Linked DNA regions of Hordeum vulgare: region 2 is linked to region 1. A link is a contact called in public Hi-C data. All regions are on one chromosome and are shown on one strand. The core of a region is the stretch at or near the end of the contact, and the rest is flanking DNA. Distances in the headings are between cores, read along the strand shown.

Region 1 (3,121 bases), core at 174-2,673:
GCGATGAAATTTGGCAGGCGGTGTGTCTACATAAAAATAAGACCGCACACCAAGTTTCAACCCAATCCGAGAATATTGTATAAGCACTTTTAAAAACAAGATTTTATCGATGTCGCGGACGCGTAGGTGTGTGGTCGGGCTCAAAACGGCCAACGACGAACATGAGAGAACTGACAACTAATAACGGATGCAAGTTTTGAAAACTGGCGGCAACGAAGTGCCGATGCAATGCAGATGACGCGCATGATGCAATGATGAACGCGACAGACAATCTAGCAACACGGCGACAACGGAATAAAAGGGGAATCTTCTAGGGCGTCGGTCTCGGGGTGTTACACGCAACCTTAGAGTTTTCCGTTTTTTTGTAGATCCGTATTTCCGAAACGTTTTATCTTATAAACCGTGCGTCCAAATCTCGATTTTTTTTCACCGTTGGCTTCCTCGCGTCGAGATCTTCAAAACTAGATCCCATGTTGATAGATTTTAACAAACTTTTTTTAACGAAAAACCCGAAAGAAACAACCATGCCTCACGCGATAGAAAAAAAAACCAAAAAACGCGTTTTCCCCTTTGTGAGAGGCACTGATCGTGCCTCTCGTGAAGGCAAGACGTGCCTCTCGCGGAAGCAAAACCGTGCCTCTTACGAAAAAAAGAGAGCAGAAAACGTGTTTTTTCCCTTTCAGGAGAGGCACGAGCGTGCCTTTCGCGAAGCAAAATCGTGCCTCTCACAAAAAAAAACAAACAGAAAACGCGTTTTTTCCTTTCGGGATAGGCACGGACGTGCCTCTCGCGAAGGCAAATTCGTGCCTTTCATGGAAGCAAAACCTTGCCTCTCGTAAAAAAATAAAAAATCCGTTTTCCCCTTCCGAGAGGCACGGGCGTGCCTCTCGCGAAGACAAAAACCGTGCGTTTCGCAAAAGCAAAACCGTGCGTTTCGCAAAAGCAAAACCGTGCCTCTCGTAAAAAAACAAAAACACATTTTTTTCCTTTTCGAGAGGCACAACCATGCCTCTCGCGAAGGCAAAACCATGCCTCTCGCTGAAGCAAAACCGTGCCTCTCGCAAAAAAGAAACGTTTCGTCCAAAAGTTACGAAAGACCGGTGAAAAACCGAAACACCAAAAAAAATCCGAAAAAACCCACTCTTAAAGGCCGAAAACACGTGCGAAAAACTAAAAAATGCAAAATACAAAGGAAACGTTCGGAGCACGACATGTGACGGCGGCTAAGAACGCGCCAAGTGACGGCCCGGGAGTATTCGCTAAAAGGCTTCCGAAGAAGTGCTTGCTAACCTAGTTGCTCTAGCTGCGTGGGTAAGTTTTTTTAATGCCTCCGTACAAGGACATGGGCCGATATCATGCACTTTGGGCCGTGCTATCTACTCTCACCTGTGTAAAGAGGCCGACGACAGACATATCGCTGGCCCGCTTCCGTGCAACTGGGTCGCAACAAGACAGCCGCACGAATTCCCCCCAAACCCCGAAAAGGTCACGCCGCCGCTGCGACTCCGGCCGCCGGCCTCCCCTCCTAGATGAAATCTCAGCAAGAATCGACCGCCGGCGGCCGCAAGAGGCGGCGTAGAGGAGGAGTCGGGAAACGCCAGAAGGATTCTTCTTCTTACTCACAACAGGCACCTCTGCCTGACCCTCCAGCGGATGGGGCCTCCCCCCTGGAGAAGCGGCGTCGCAAGGCCGGCGAGGCCGCCGCAATATCCAAGGGGCGCAAGCCTACGAGCCTACTCGAAAAGGTAATTCCTTCCTAGTCCTAGAGCTGCATGTGTAGAATACTAGAATGAGGAGTGTTGGTAGCTTGGTGTTCGTTTCCTTTTGCAAAGTGGTGTGTTCGTGGGATGATAAAGATGATTTGCTACGTCTGTAGGTACACACCGCTTGTGATATTTGACTTTTGAGTACTTATTCATATCATTATAATCCCTGAAGAACAAAATACTAGTATAACATACTAGAATGCACGATTATTCATTTCATTAAAACAACTGTACACGATTGTGATAAATTTTTTTTGCGGGAATTATGATCATATGTGCCACTTTGCAAAAAACTACTCTTTAGTGATCTAAACGACCTTATATTTCTTTATGGAGGGAGTAATATCTATACCACTATGTAGTATACCGACAACTTCAAATATTCTCCGCTGATTTACTTTTATCCAGTGGAGAAGTGGAAAATCCCATTGCCCTTGGCCGCTGGATTTATTTCTCAATTTGGTTGGATCGTGCCATGTTGCATCTCTAGAATCTTCTACGAATCCTTGATATATAGTGTGCTAATAACTTCAAATATTAGCCGTTGATTTACTCTTATCCAATGATGAAGAGTGGTGAATCCCATCATCCTTGGCCGTTGGATCTACTTCTCAGTTCGGTTGGATCATGCCATGTTGCATCTCTAGAATCTTTTACAAACCCGCATGAGGAGACCAACATGTTTGCCCGCTCCTTGTGCACGACTTCCGCCTCCCCATTGACATGCTTGGTCACTGTCGAAAGATGTAGACGACTGACAGCATTGTCTATATCTAGTGCGCTTTTTTAGAAAAGTAGAATAAAAGTCTACATAAAATTAATTGCATATGCAAAAACTATATCTAATACTACTATATAGTGTATCAGTTTTAAACTTTTCAATCACAAGATCAAGAAGCAATGTGAACTGTTGATTAAGTCCATCGGATGGTTGAAAATGCCGGGATTCACAGCTACAGTACATTCTACAGACTATAAAAGTTAGTTGCTTGTGGCTGTCATCCATCTGTGCACGTACCTGGCCTGGGAAGCCGCTCCGTCCATGGCACACGCACTGGCAGCTGAGCCATGAGCGTGGCAGTGTGTGTTCTGCATGCAGCATGTGCACCAATCAAGCGCCATTGAGATACCTAAGAGGTGAAGTTTCGAGAGAGTTGCTTAGAACTGTATGTATTGAAAGATAAGGCTACACAAGAAGTTAAACTAATAATGCTTGCAGCTTTGAGATTAATTTATTTTTTGAATTGAGTTGAAGTTCAGGTTGAGTTTGTTTAAACTGGCTGTAGTGCAAGTACTAATTATAAGCATGGAAACTTTGGACGTCCTGTGCACGTACCCGTGTAATAGTAATTATG
Region 2 (3,023 bases), core at 135-2,634, 300 kb after region 1:
CCGAGTACAGTTTTCGTATAATTGGCATATCATAGAGAGCGAGAGCACCAATATGGACAAAGAATGAACAAAATAGATGCCCAAGGCAGTTTAAACTTAAATTAGATTTGGAAAGAGATATGAGGCCTTCATATCCCGGGGGAAGTTAAAATCTTCATTTGGAAGGTGTTGCATGAAGTTCTACTTTGTCATGGTGTTCTAGCTAGAGGTCACATTCAAACCACTACTAAATGTCTCTTATGTGCTACAGGATTGGAGGACATACAACATTGTTTGTTCTCATGTGATTGAGCTAAGGAAATCTGGAAAGAATTGGGACTCTAAGAGGAAGTACATAAAGCAATGCTAAGGACCGCTCTGGTTTAGTAAACCTTGGAGATCTTGTTTAAATTACATGCTACACATGAAGATATTCCTTCACCGGAGCTAGCATTGGTTGCAACTTAGTTTATATGGTGGCAACAAAAACTACTCGTACAGGGAGAAACATTGTAGTATTTTGAGAGATTGGAAGGTTCTAATCATAACTTTTGTGAAAGCATCATCTTCTAATACCTCTAAACATAAGCGTGATCACATGTGAAAGAAGCCATCGCATGAAGTAACAAAAATAAATGTTGACACTTCCTTTTCTGCTGAAACCCTTATAGGTGCTACTGGAGTAGTGACACAGGGTAAATGCGGAAATTTTGTTGTGGCAACAATGTGGTTCTTACACCATGTGACTAGTGCAGACTCAACTAAAATCATAGCTAATCGGATTGGGTCTGTAAATGACTTCAAATGTTGACTCCAACAAAGCGGCACTAGAGTTGGTAGCTCGTTTGCCTTGACACATTGCAAAAAGATGAACAGTATTTTGGATCTGAAGTCATTATTATCATGGAATGCGAGCATGTAGCAAGTAAATTTGGTCAACTTATTTATCAAAACTGTTTCTAGGAAATTAATGAGGCAACAAATTCTTTAGCTATGCTGCTTTTAAATATCAGATTTTTTTGGTTTGTTTTGGACTCTAGTATTACTTTATTTCATCATTGTTTGTAAATGTCCTCTCAATTATTTGATGAATGAAGTCTTACCGAAAGGCTACAAATATGAATGCATGGCAAATCAAACTATTTTCGTGGCAATTTATGTTGACGCGAGGATGCCAAATTTAGTTGACAAACACAACGTGTAGTAAGAAAATAAATTGAACCGTATTTATCATACTCGTCAACTAAACTTATCACCCACAATAAACATAATTTATGTGAAAAATATTTGATTTGGCATGTCTAAAAATCTGGTGTTTGCTGAATATTGGGATCCAAACTATACTGTTAAGACGAGGGATAGAAAGGAAGAGAGGGGCTCGGAAACAGATGAATACTAGCAGTACACTGAAATCTCTCGATCTCACCCATCTTTCTACCCCTCCGTCCATCCCTCCTCCCCCTCTCACGGGCTGCACGCTGCCTCGCTCCGACCGACCGCCACGCCCTCACATCCCCATCTCCATCTCTCTCCGCGTTGCTCTGCCTCTGCCACCGCTTCACCCGCGCGCGGTCGGGCTCCTAGCTAGCTGCTGCCTCTCCTCCCCTTGATGTGGCGCCGGGCGTCGAGCTGCTGCTGCTGCTCGCGCTCCAGAGGCGCCGGAGGCGAGCTCCCCGGACGCCCGGCGGCCTAGCCTCCTCGCGCTCCTACAAGAGGGAGATCCGGGCTTTTTGGTAAGCTCTGTCCCCGGCCATGTCCTAATTCCCGATCAATCCGCCTGATCCCGCCCGATTCCGTTCCCTGCACGCGTGCTCGCGCTAGATTAGTGGTCACCGGAAGCTCGCTCCGTCGCTGCTCCTGAGTTCTTACTCTAGACTAGTGTCCATGGTGGTCTGTCGGGCTGCGACGCCATTTGCGGTTCCATCTCCCTCTCCCTGGGTGGTTGGGCCGCTGTTTTTGACAGAGAAAAGCTTCGCGGCAAGCGTGGACTAAAATGCGCGCAAACATGGTGTTTAACCGCAGGCTTAGCTGGCGCCTTTCTGCGTGCGTCTATCTCGTTTGGACGGATCGTTGCGTGCCGACTGGCTCAACCCGCCGTGCTAAGCAGGTCACAAGTAGTTACAAGATAGTGATCTCAGCATGATGTAATGTGGTGAAGATTTCTCTTAGTAAGAGTTGGTAGAGATGGCAAAACGTGCCTTATATAGGTTTAAATTTATGTGATTTTGTGCTGGACTGCATTCAAGTAACTCACGCGGTCAATGCTGGTACTCATGGGTTTTCAATGCATATGGAATATCCATTATTTAGGCTTTTATTAATGCATGCATATATTCTCCTCTAGATGTGAACAAGGTAGTAGCTGGTTCTTTTTGTTGTGAAAATAAGAAGGAAATAATTGTGGTACGTGAACCTTATTTACAAATTGTCGAATGCAGTCGGTCCTTCTAGAATATACGTATTTTCAGTGACATGTTTCTAACATAGTAACATGTTCGTATACCAGCTTCCGAATACTTCCGTGAAGAGGAAAATATTGAATACACCAGATCCTTCTAGTTTCTAGCTATATCCAGTGAAGTGCTCAATACGTGTATATGACATGCTTATCTACCAACCTGCAAATATTTCCTCTTCTTTTATCTTAATTGGTAATGTATTCTTTGGAGCAACTTGTGAATATCTTCTGAAAGTAGAATTTGTCGTATACATGTGATGCATCTATGTTCTGCACGGTTCTGGTACAACATGCTAGTGATATGCTTCTCTACCAATTTCGAGCACCTTCTAAAAATATCTAATCTTTTATTTAAGTGTTTGGTGGGGCCGTGTGATCCCACGTGACCCAAAGTGGATCCACTCTGATGGAAATGGAGTCGGGGAGCACGTTCTATGCGGGTGAAGGTCTTCACATTGATCCCAGCTGGCTCATCGACCCAAAGCTTCTATTTGTTGGGCCACGGATCGGTGAGGGTGGACATGCAAAGGTCTATGAGGGAAAGTAAGGCTCGACTGTTTGCACTACGATCTACAGTTTGCTGATT

Evidence for each region. A called contact is a pair of places that touch in the nucleus more often than the background predicts.
Region 2: a contact with region 1 is called in a Hi-C map of seedling, with 5 times the contacts expected there. The contact joins the promoter of LOC123402633 here to the promoter of LOC123402449 in region 1. A contact is called at or near these places in 5 of 6 Hi-C or Micro-C datasets (leaf, seedling and an unstated tissue) and 1 of 1 datasets of contacts at active chromatin or transcription factors (embryo).

What each region holds. Positions count from the first base shown.
Region 1 is chr6H:326,914,923-326,918,043 of MorexV3_pseudomolecules_assembly, forward strand. It overlaps LOC123402449 (ribosomal RNA-processing protein 8), which reads left to right and starts at 1,424. Exons shown (of 9, transcript XM_045096374.1): 1 at 1,424-1,745. The coding sequence starts at 1,530.
Region 2 is chr6H:327,214,593-327,217,615 of MorexV3_pseudomolecules_assembly, forward strand. It overlaps LOC123402633 (serine/threonine-protein kinase STY13-like), which reads left to right and starts at 1,385. Exons shown (of 7, transcript XM_045096567.1): 1 at 1,385-1,712; 2 at 2,794-2,980. The coding sequence starts at 2,844.